Regions from separate parts of the Mus musculus genome. Here regions 1 and 3 are each linked to region 2. The links are chromatin contacts, called in public HiChIP or PLAC-seq and promoter capture Hi-C maps. All regions are on one chromosome and are shown on one strand. Each heading gives the region's core, a stretch centred on a gene start, on an enhancer-like site or on the middle of the called end of the contact. The rest is flanking DNA. Distances are from core to core; before and after follow the strand shown.

Evidence for each region. Promoter capture Hi-C pulls out the DNA fragments that hold promoters and counts their contacts. HiChIP or PLAC-seq counts read pairs in DNA pulled down with a chosen protein or histone mark.
Region 1: a promoter capture Hi-C map of liver shows a contact between it and region 2, with 3 times the contacts expected there. The contact joins the enhancer-like site here to the promoter of Tes in region 2. A contact is called at or near these places in 2 of 39 promoter capture datasets (hippocampal neurons and liver), 2 of 115 datasets of contacts at active chromatin or transcription factors (embryonic forebrain and stem cell-derived neural progenitor cells) and 1 of 9 other capture datasets (adipose tissue).
Region 3: a contact with region 2 is called in a FOXA1 HiChIP or PLAC-seq map of pancreatic cancer cells. The contact joins the enhancer-like site here to the promoter of Tes in region 2. A contact is called at or near these places in 4 of 39 promoter capture datasets (epiblast stem cells, hippocampal neurons, liver and 1 more), 1 of 484 Hi-C or Micro-C datasets (macrophages), 1 of 115 datasets of contacts at active chromatin or transcription factors (pancreatic cancer cells) and 2 of 9 other capture datasets (bone marrow-derived macrophages and liver).

The regions. Positions count from the first base shown.
Region 1 is chr6:17,500,548-17,503,888 of GRCm38.p6, reverse strand. All of the region lies in intron 3 of Met (met proto-oncogene), which reads right to left. Among named protein-coding and RNA genes, the nearest start is that of Met, 38 kb to the right of the region's middle. Within about 2 kb of position 1,383, at least 42 of the 459 cell types and tissues checked have an H3K27ac peak or open chromatin away from gene starts, as enhancers often do. A contact at or near this core is called in liver, where this site is marked.
Region 2 is chr6:17,062,931-17,066,435 of GRCm38.p6, reverse strand. Tes (testis derived transcript) reads right to left here and starts at 1,287. Exons shown (of 7, transcript NM_207176.3): 1 at 1,123-1,287. The coding sequence starts at 1,149. It overlaps Gm15473 (predicted gene 15473), which reads left to right and starts at 849. Exons shown (of 2, transcript NR_167659.1): 1 at 849-1,844.
Region 3 is chr6:17,408,008-17,411,561 of GRCm38.p6, reverse strand. No RefSeq gene overlaps it. Among named protein-coding and RNA genes, the nearest start is that of Gm25021, 27 kb to the left of the region's middle. Within about 2 kb of position 1,676, at least 100 of the 459 cell types and tissues checked have an H3K27ac peak or open chromatin away from gene starts, as enhancers often do. A contact at or near this core is called in bone marrow-derived macrophages, neutrophils and pancreatic cancer cells, where this site is marked.

The DNA.
Region 1 (3,341 bases), core at 134-2,633, 440 kb before region 2:
TTCCTGAGCTATTGGGGAACTGGGCTGAGGTTGACAGACAGGAATAAGGTTTGAAGGAAAGAGAGCCTTAAGCAAACAATAGTGCAATTTATTTTGTGATTTGCCTGTAGCTCAGAGTAGAAAATAAAAACTGTGCTAAGGCAAGAAAGGTAAAATGAAGCTATACTATCTTCATTATTGAAGTAATTATCCATCCATTCACTCTGAGAGATATTTTTTATATATTACAGACAAAATGGAAAATTCAACTGTCTTAATTATTTCTTGAACCTCTAACACACAGAGCATTAGATAAGGCTCTGAGAGTTCTGCTTCCATGGACCACAACCCAGGGAAAGCTTTGAAATAAAAGCAGTATTTACCTAAGAAAATGCAGGTGTTCACGTCCCAAATGGCTGACACCTCTTCTCTTCATGAGCTGAGATACACTCAGTTAGACTGTTGTCTTTTCACTAGGGTCACAATGACACCAGTGGCCGGCACTTTCTCTACCCTAGATCCTAGGAAAATGTGATGGATTGCTCTTGTTTTGTTTCAATTGTCAATAGGAAACTTTGTTTTTAGTAGGTGGAAAAATTGTCACAATTTACCACAATGTGACACCACCTTTAAGGCTGGCATATGTTTAAGTTCTCTTTGTACATGTCAACAACTTAGAACTTTTGGCTTTGCCACATAGATCATAAGGTTCACCTACTATCGTTAAACTTCCACTTACATAGTGTGGTTTTAAACCCCTATGGATAGTTCTAGCTATCTATATTGGGACGATAGTGGAATTGAAGTTGTATGTTACATACCCAACTCTACCCGGAGTCACTGCTTTTATAATAATTAATCTTAAAAATATTGGAGAGCAAGAAATGGTGCTATTTTTTCCCCACAGTGTCTCCAGCTAACCCAACGTAACTGCTCTTTTCCAAAGTAGAAATATTTCTAAATCATTCTTACTAATATAATTATTGCTTCTTGTTTACTATGATGGTGGAGCCACTAATTACTTTCTAACTTAATGAATTACCAGACATATTCTACCCTATTGTAAACTTCCCATAATAATTCACAATGTTAAGGTCTGGGACTACCTAACGTGACCTGAGGTTCACCTTTTGTACTGTACTTTAGGTCATTTCTAGAGACTCAGACTACCTCATATTATTGAAAACATGAAGACAATAGTTTCACTTTCCCATTGTCTTTTCCAAAATTGTATATATTTCTTACATCCACTTGCTCTTATAAGCAGTCTTATTACATTCAAGAGTTGGTCACTTTTCTGGAAAATAAATAGTCCTCTGCCTGTAATTACAGGCTGCAGGAAGGGGCAAGCCAATGACCTCCCTGACTTGTAGGCACAGGAACAAACTCTGAAGATTAAATGCCTCCTATTCCCTTGGCAAACATCACTTTGTTGTTGGCCAAACAACAGTGAACAGACAAACACAGAGAACGGTGAGTGTTTCTTTGGATCCTGCAGACTATTTTTACACCTGCACTTCAAATCTTTGTAGTTTATGCAGATGATGAAAACACTATCTACAATTTATTCATAAAAATACTTGAGTAAAATTTACCCAGATTGTATACGCCTGTGATTTGTATGCTCTTTCTTTCACGTTCAAATGCATAGATTGTTTTAGAGCCCTCTAAGAACAAGTTGACACGATGTATTGTCTGTGATCTATAATGCCTTGGTAGCAAAGCCTGGCAAGTGCCTCCCTTCTGAGACCTTCCCTCACTTAGATATCTGTGTGATTAAACAGATCAGCAGATGAAGATGATTAACTTAATGGGAGACATAAAAGTTTAGTGTAAGGGCACCAGAGATGAAAGGACTGGTAACACAAAGATGGCCCTGGTTGGAGGGCCCAAACTTGGGCATTCAGGAGGTGCTCATAAGATGTGCGTGAGGCCTGGGAGCACTTGGCTTCCACTTGGCCTCTCAGCCACATGATCCTCATGAGCAGGAAACACAGTAAAAAGGGATGTAATTGTGAAGGGTAGATACACTCTGCAGATACAGAAGGACGACGGGATTTGGGCCACCTCAGCATCACATTGCCTTAACTTCTATTGATGTTCATAATACTGAGGGCTTCCAAAGGGCTTATTTGTGTGTCCTCTGAGTTGCGTGATTCTTTGTCACAGGACTCATGAGTAATGGGAGAACCCTTTTCATGTGCAGAAGAAAAAAGAATGTCTTCGCAAATACTGAGTGTTGACACAAAGAGAGGCAGGGAGCCAAGGAAGAAATAATCCAGCCCAGCAGAGACCAACTTCCAAAGAAGCTGATGGTGTGGTAGGCTGTGAGTCAGTGAATGAGCCTAGCTGAAATGAGGTCTGCAGCTTCTAGCCACGCACACATTACCTACTTTACACCAAGCCCTATTCAAATGCACCGACAATTTTGCATAACAGAATATATTTATATTTTTCTTTCTTTCTTTCTTTCTTTCTTTCTTTCTTTCTTTCTTTCTTTCTTTCTTTCTTTCTTTCTTTCTTTCTTTCTCTGTCTCTCTGTCTCTCTGTCTCTCTCTCTCTCTCTCTCTCTCTCTCTCTCTCTCTCTCTCTCTTTCTTTCTTTCTTTTTTTTTTTGGTGTTTCTCTGTGTAGCTCTGGCTGTCCTGGAACTCACTTTGTAGACCAGGCTGGCCTCGAACTTAGAAATCCGCCTGCCTCTGCCTCTGCCTCTGCCTCTGCCTCCCGAGTGCTGGGTTTAAAGGTGTGCACCACCACACCCGGCTGAATATATTTTTCAAATGGTAAACTCCCACCAGGGCATTACACCTTCTGATATTTTTTGTTAAGTAGAAAATAATGTGCTCTAATGGCTCCAAGTCAGTTAAAAAAGTTAAAGTGAAACACAGCAGCTTATGCTTAAGACAAAAGGCCATGAGATGGCTGTGATTATTAGTAGATTGGATACTTGGCTTTTGTTTGCCCCAAACAAAATATACTAAAGATAGAACACATTTTGTACTGTTTTAAGCTTTGTGGAAGAGTTAACTTTATCACTCCAGAGTAGTCTTTTAAGATCAAATCATAAAATTTAGACATTGCCTTCATTTGTATTCACAGGTCACATCATATTTCATGAATTATCAGGACATCTTGTCCACTGGAGTGACTTGGCCATTTACTGCCATCTCCACTCACTCACTGCCACATGAAGAAAAGTGTCACATACAGGTGGCTCACCACTGCCCTACTAATAGAATTAGCACTCAGGAAGCAACTACTGGGCTTCCTATTGAATCGTGGTTGCATAATAAATCCTTTCCTCGGATTCTTGCTGAAAATGGTGATCTGCTCATTTTATGTCCTAAATAAAACTGTTAGGCT
Region 2 (3,505 bases), core at 38-2,537:
CTTTCTAAGTGGCAAGCACAGGTAACCAAAACACACGTTAAAAGAATAAATATCAAACAGGAAGAGACTAGAAAGAATCTTCTATTTCCTGTTCTTCCCTTCCCTTCTGAGTGTTGATTTTAATCAGAAGAGACCAAGGAACTGTTTCCTAGGTTCAAATTTTTATTTATCAACAGCTTCCTAAACCTCATACCATATATTTGCATACGATTTGAAACCTTCAATTCTGGCACAAAATAGAAATTCCCTTTTAGAAGATGAACCTGCAACTGCAAAGCCGCAGAAGAAAGTTTCCTCAACTTGGCTTTCTTACTGTGCACAACTTCCTTCCTTATTTGAAAAATGACCAACTAACTTAAATTCACTTGAAAGAAAACAGGCGCAATTCCCGAGAACAAGACCTTTAAGGTCGAAAGTTACAATAGAATGTGACGTCAGCATTCTTTTGAGTCATAGTCTGGTCCCCACCTCTTTCTCCCAGGCGACCTGAGAGACCTAATCTCGGAGCTCCTCAGGTAGGGCCTTTATAGCCTGGACACCAGGAGCAGCCAGGAGGGTGCTCCGCAGGCGGGGCCGCTGAGCACCTGCAATGACCGCTGTTTGTGCCTGGCTGCCAAACGGCATTTTCTTTTGAGAATTAACTCCGCAAGAAGGAGACAGTGTTTTGGCACTCAAGCCATAAGTGAAACACATACACATCCCCCAAAAGTCATCACTTCAGAAGTTATCAGCAGGCGCGGGTGTGAAGGAAGTGTCACCAGTCAGCAGCCACTTTAGAGCGCCTGGGGCAGCCAGACTGCAGGGGAGGAGGATGTCAAAGCCACATCACTGAATCACACAGGCTCCCCAGAGCGCTGCTTCCCCAGGCAGGAAGCGGTGTCAGCCACCACCTCGCCTAAGACTTCGCCCAGGGCTTGGGGGAAGGCGTGGCCGAAAGGTTTTCCGAAAAGTTTCAGGCGCAGAGACAGCGAGTTGCAGGGTCCCGCTCCGCAGCGACAGTCACCCAAGGGATCGGGGTCCGGGGAGTCATCCTCCAGCCGCACCCACCGGGTCTGGTCCCGGAACCCGGACCAGCTCCCGCGCTCAGGTGAGGCGACCACGCCCGTCGCCCGCCCCACTCACCTTCTTCATTTTGGTTTCCAGGTCCATACTGGGCGTCGGAGGGGCTCAGTCCCGCGTCCGCGATCTCCGCTGCGGGAACTCCGGCGCCGCTGCCGCTGCTACTCAGCATGGGCACTCGAACTTCCGCAGCCCGGTTCGGCAGCGGCTGGGACCTGGAACAAAGAGGCCCTGGCAGCCAATGGCAGCGGGGCAGTGCCGGGTAGCGGCCAATCAGCGCGCGCCGCACGCACCTTCGCAGCCAGAGCGTGCCGCTAGCAAGGTGAGGGGCGGGGCCGCGAGGGGCGGGGCCCTGCGGAGTTCCCTGGGCGCACCGACTTAGTTTCTTCAAAGCCTTGCACCCACTGGACTTCTGTGGGGCCATCCTTTCCTCCAGCTGAAGAGCAGACCCATACCTTTACATTTCGGTAGTTGTACTTGTGTGTCCGAGGACTTTTCAAGCAGGCCAAGAGGAGTGAGTGACCCTCCCAGTACCAACTTCTTGGCTGATTTCAGAGACAAAAAGAAGTCATGGAGCTCCTTGGGCATCCCAGAGATGAGCACGGGCCCTGGTTTCACTATTGAATGGTGGAGATGTCCATTTCTCCAATGCTTTCTCTAGAGTCCTGTGCACTTCCAAGGAAGCTTCTCTCACATCGTTGATGCCCATCAAGACTACCACTATATTGTTTTGTGAGCACTCAACACTAAAAAGCAACGGGAGGCTCACAGCAACTACTGCAGAAGTAAGTGGTGTCCTTGTTTGGGAAACAGGGTTCCCTTTTTGGACCTACTAAGTGGGAAAAAGGCGAGCTGCTCTTGCTTCTCGTGAAGTCTAGTTTCAAACTGCGGTCTCACAGAAGCCTGGGCCACCAAGAACCCATTCTATCTTTTCTTTCAATAGCTATTGCGGAAAGAACCTCATCTTGGATTGTTGGGGCGTGGAGGACCCTAGGGATTAATTTACTTCATACATCTTGCAAGGATCTGTAGGCCCCGAAGTACAGGCACCTCTCAGATACAACATATTGGGAACAGAGCTTGAGTCCCAGTAAATTGGGGGGACAGGGGGTGTGAGTTAATTATGCATCTATGTGTGAGCATGCCTACTTTTGAGAGCAGGTTCACTTAGAGCCCAGAATAAGTAGAATCTTCTGAGGTTGGAGTTCCAGGCCGCCGTGAGGCCCCTGCCTTGGGGGATGGGAACTGAAATCAAGTCCTCTGCAAGAGCAGCAGGAGCTTTTAACAACAGAACCATCTCTCTAGCCCGAAGTAATTTTATTCAGTTCCTACTACATAGAAATTGTTGATGGCTAGGTATCTGGTGATCTCCTAGTCCAGCGTCTACATATGCATATGTATATATGTTTTCCTCTATATGCACGTGATATTAAAAATAAAATCTCCATATAATGCAGATACTTGGGTCGAGATGTTTCATTTTACGTCTGGACATTTGGTAACTAAAGCACTTCAAAATACACTTTAGCCAACACTTTATATACTGTTGTACTTGATAACTTGTTAATACTGCTTAACAGAGCATTGGTTTAACATGTGTATGTTTTCAGTATCCAGCTAACAATGATCAAAATAGCTTGTTATAGTTTTTGCTTTACATTAAATTGGAATAAAGTATTCTAAGGCATTTTCCCAAATCACCCCACAGACTTGGGTCTACAGAGTCTGCCCAGTGTGGGTGTTAATGCACTCTGATGAGATCTGGTAACATTTCTGCTTTTCCAGAAAGCTTAACAGAGAGATGTCCCGGAAATCTGTCTAAAATAGCCATAAAGCAAATGTTGTGACATAAGCCTGGGGCCCTTTGTTTGTGAAAGAGAAGAGATGACACCAAGAAAAATGATATGGAAGTGTTAGTGTTTGGGTTTTTGTGTGTTTTGTTTTGTTTTTCCATCAATTTTTGTCTTCCTCCTTTTCTTCCTTGCAAGCCTTCCCAATATTGGAATTCAGTGGTTTCTAACTGGAGTTTCCATCTTGCCGATTATAGATTATTGCCAACCATTTGTGGATAATTTATAGAAATTGAAACAGGGTAGATCAATGTTAGGAGAACTGGACTGAAATCTTTTATCAAGTGGTTAAGTGTTAGACAGCAGAGGTGTCAGGAGCTAGAACTTGCCCAGTTTGATGACTGGAGTCAATGATAGATGAGTAGACAGATGCAGGCATTTCTGGTGTCATCATCTCTGGTAGATTTAGGGGGAAAAGGAATCTATGGGACAGGGCAGAGTTTTATATAGCTGTGCATTTGTCACTGCAGATATGGACAGGTAACAGGTATGGTTTTGAATATATTGGACTTGAAACTGGGATGCTGAAACACATTTAGAGATTAGGCCTATGTTGGAATGGTGACTTGGGGAAGTTAGCTTCCCACCTGGATTAA
Region 3 (3,554 bases), core at 427-2,926, 340 kb before region 2:
TATCATTATTATCTGGAAGACTTCACAAGCTACAGACCAAAGTTGACTATAATCACAGTAATTAAAACATTGTTAACCCATGCTCCCCAGGAACAAATTGAGATTTATATGTACTGTAACTTAAATATATAAGAAAACACTGAATTATGATCTTATCTTTGTCAGAGGAAAACAGAATAATACAGCATAAAAGCCTTTCTGCAAAGGTCATATTATCCATTGGTTGACAAATGGGGAAGCTCACACCTGGTTTCTGTCTTGCTTGATAGAAGCCCTGTTTTGACCTCTTGTCCTCCATGCCCTGGCTTAGGTCCAGGCATTTCCAGTAGCGATGAAGGCTCTTGCTGCACTGTCCTCTAGAGTTGGACTAAAAGGCAGGGGACGCTGAGCCACTGGGACAGACATCTGTGGTCATCAAGGATGCTTATGAAGAAAGGAAGGTCCAGAGCCACAATCTTGCCTGTGATGCCTGGTTACCAGCTCTGCAGAAGGTCTTGGAGGGTCCATTATGCCAGTAGTGGCCACCATGTTTGTTTGTTTGTTTGTTTGTTTGTTTTCTGGCAAATTGCAGGTATTCATGGAGCTGAGGGAGAATAAATCCCCTGACTCATCATTTCCTGCTTCTTCTGTATTCTGCCACTAACCCCTTAACTTGACTAACAGAGCTACTTCTTTGGTTTATAAACCTTATCCTAGAGGGTTAGGAGGTTGGGGAGTTTAGTCTTAGTCACTGAAAAATCTATGACCATTGATTGCTTACTGAGCCTGGGATTTTCTTTTACCTCCAAAGCTTAATTCATTAGCTGTTTTGCCAGGTTTTTTTGTTTGTTTGTTTTAGTGACAGGGTTGAAGTCACACAGGTCTGCGGTAGCCTAGGTCAGCAATTTAGAATCTCAAGGAAGGGTACTGAATACTGAGCACTTCCATCTAGATTTTCTGCTTTCACACTCTGTCCCTCTGTGGCCCTCTTCACTGCCTGCCTTCTTTCACAGGGAAGTTCAAGAAACTTGTGCATGCCAGAGCATATGTAGGCAGAAGCAGCACTTATCTCTCATGCAAACCTTCCCCGCCCTTCCCCATATTCACAGTGCAGGCTGGAGGTGGCTCTATGCCAACGTGGGGCTTCTTTTCAAACAGGTAGCCCTTTCCCGACTCAGACTACATCCAGATAAACAATCTCCTTACTGCACGATTCTCAGGCATTCCATTTGTGTCTAGATATGTTGTAGTGAGCTCCTTGGGTAAAGCTATGACATGTTGCGTGGATTAGCTCACCCAGTCTCTAATTTCAACTTCCTCCTGTGCTTTCTGCCTCGTACCATAGGTATTGAAAAAAAAAACGCATCTTTAATTCTCCCCAGTCACGTGGCTCTGAGAATCAATCCTAGCCAAAATTGTGCAGCAGAAACCAGAAAAGAGTTCTTCTCTTTTAAAATTATTTATATACATATCTATTTTTGATTGTGTGTGTGTATGTCTGTAGGCTTGAAACTGATGTGAGGAATATTTCTTAATTCCTCTCCACTCTATATGTTGGAGTAGGGTAGACCAACCAAACCACAATTGGTGTAAAGCCTTCTAAGAATGAGGAAATTCTCAGCGCTGTAGGCTACTGAGATCTGAGTACGTCTGTTAGTCAGCATTAATGTGGCAATAATGGGCTCATATACCAGCTAGCAAGGACTTCCTCAAAAGCTAGTTCACACACTCTCTTCCTGTGACTGAGTGAAAACTAAGGTATTCGTCAGTGAAGCTGGGCTTTTGACACGTAAATGGAACTTGAGCAACTTTAGAAAGATTTAACTTCCTTAGTCATCTTGACTTCAGTATGTTCCTCATACTAGAAAAAAAAATTGGTACTCAATTACTAAGCATATATTATTTTTCCATTTTTAAAATTTCTATTAAATAATTCCATTTCATTTCCAAGGTAAACAGGTGTCTCTGCCCCACCAAATTCCTAGGCAAAGTAGACAGAAATGTGAAATATAGAAATATGTAAATATACTTAAGGAAAACCATAAAGTACAGCTTCTATTGTTGCTTACTTCTACTGTTTCTGTGGCATCAGTAAGACATTCCTCAGTCAAACTATGATCTTCAGGCAGAATTTGATCATTAGGCTTTGTGTGGCCCTAACATTGAACTAACAATGCTTTTCTGTAGATAAATATTTATAATTAATTTAAGTATAGAGAAATCAAGCTCTGAACCTCCCAGTTCAAATAATTGTTACTTCTCTGAAAACAATTTCATTACTGTTATTAGCACATCTTTAATTTAAAATATACTCAATTATCACTTTTAGTATATTTTGAATTGTACCAATAAAACTCCAGAAATCTATTTTCACCGTACTGAGTTTTTGGTAGTTTTTTATGTTTGTTTGTTTTGTTTTGTTTTGTTTTGCTTTGTTTTTGTTTTTAATTTGTAGAAATACATATCTTTAGTTTTGTGTCTTGGTTCACAAGCTTCAAATAGGCCTTTAAGCAGAAGATGGCCTTCTGCCCTAAGAAATGCCTGGCTATTGGTTTATGAGCAATATTATGATGCACGGTTTCAGGAGGCACACTGTCCAGGGAGTAGAGAACATCTGTGCTGCCTTCTGTTGTCTACAAGAGACAGTCTTTGTTTCCAGGAAATTTCCAAGAAGCATAAGGCCAAACAATCTTCGTGAACTTCTGTGTCCTTTTTCTCATCTCACAGAATGCTCTTTTTGTGGAAGAATTGGGGGAAGGATTGAGGGCCCTGACTTGGGATAGGAACTCCATGGGAAGACCAATAGTGGCAACTAACTTAGATCCTTGGGGGCTCTCAGAGACTGAACTAAACAACGTAAGGGCATTCATGGGCTGAACCTAGTCCCCTGCAGATATGTAGATGTGCAACTCGGTTTTCATGTGGGTCCAGAACAACTGGACCTAAAGCTGTTGCCTGTCTGTGGAATACATCCTCTAGTTGGACTGCCTTGTCTGGCCTCAGTAGGAGAGAATGTGCCTAGCCCCACAGAGACTTGATGTGCAAGGTTAGGGAGATACAGGGGGTGAGGGAGCTGTACCCTCTCAGGGGTTAAGGGGAGAGGGGTGCGGGAAGAACTGTGGAAGGGAGAGGCCAGGGGAGGAAATAATCCAGATATAAAGGTAATAAATTAATTTTTTAAAGAAAAAAAACCAGAATCATAGGACACTCACTGGACTGGCATTGACACTGTGAACTAAGGGAACTCATGGGTGACCAGGTTAATACAGGGAACTCATTGCAGACAACTGAGTCACCCCTGAGTCATCCTGTGGGAGTATAAATAGCTACAGGATCATTGGAGCTCATTTGCAAGTGATTTCACTCTTATTTGTCCTACTCACTGGTTTAACATATAAGTCTAGGCAAGGTCTTTTAAGGACACTTATTTTTTTCTTTCTGATTACTATTAACATTTTTTTTTCTTTTTGGTTTTAGTTACCAGTGATAATTGTGTTCTAATGTAATTTTTGAAATAGCTTATTTTTTTTGTCTTTATTCTGAAGTGACATGTGTTTTGCTTCTTCCTTTCACTT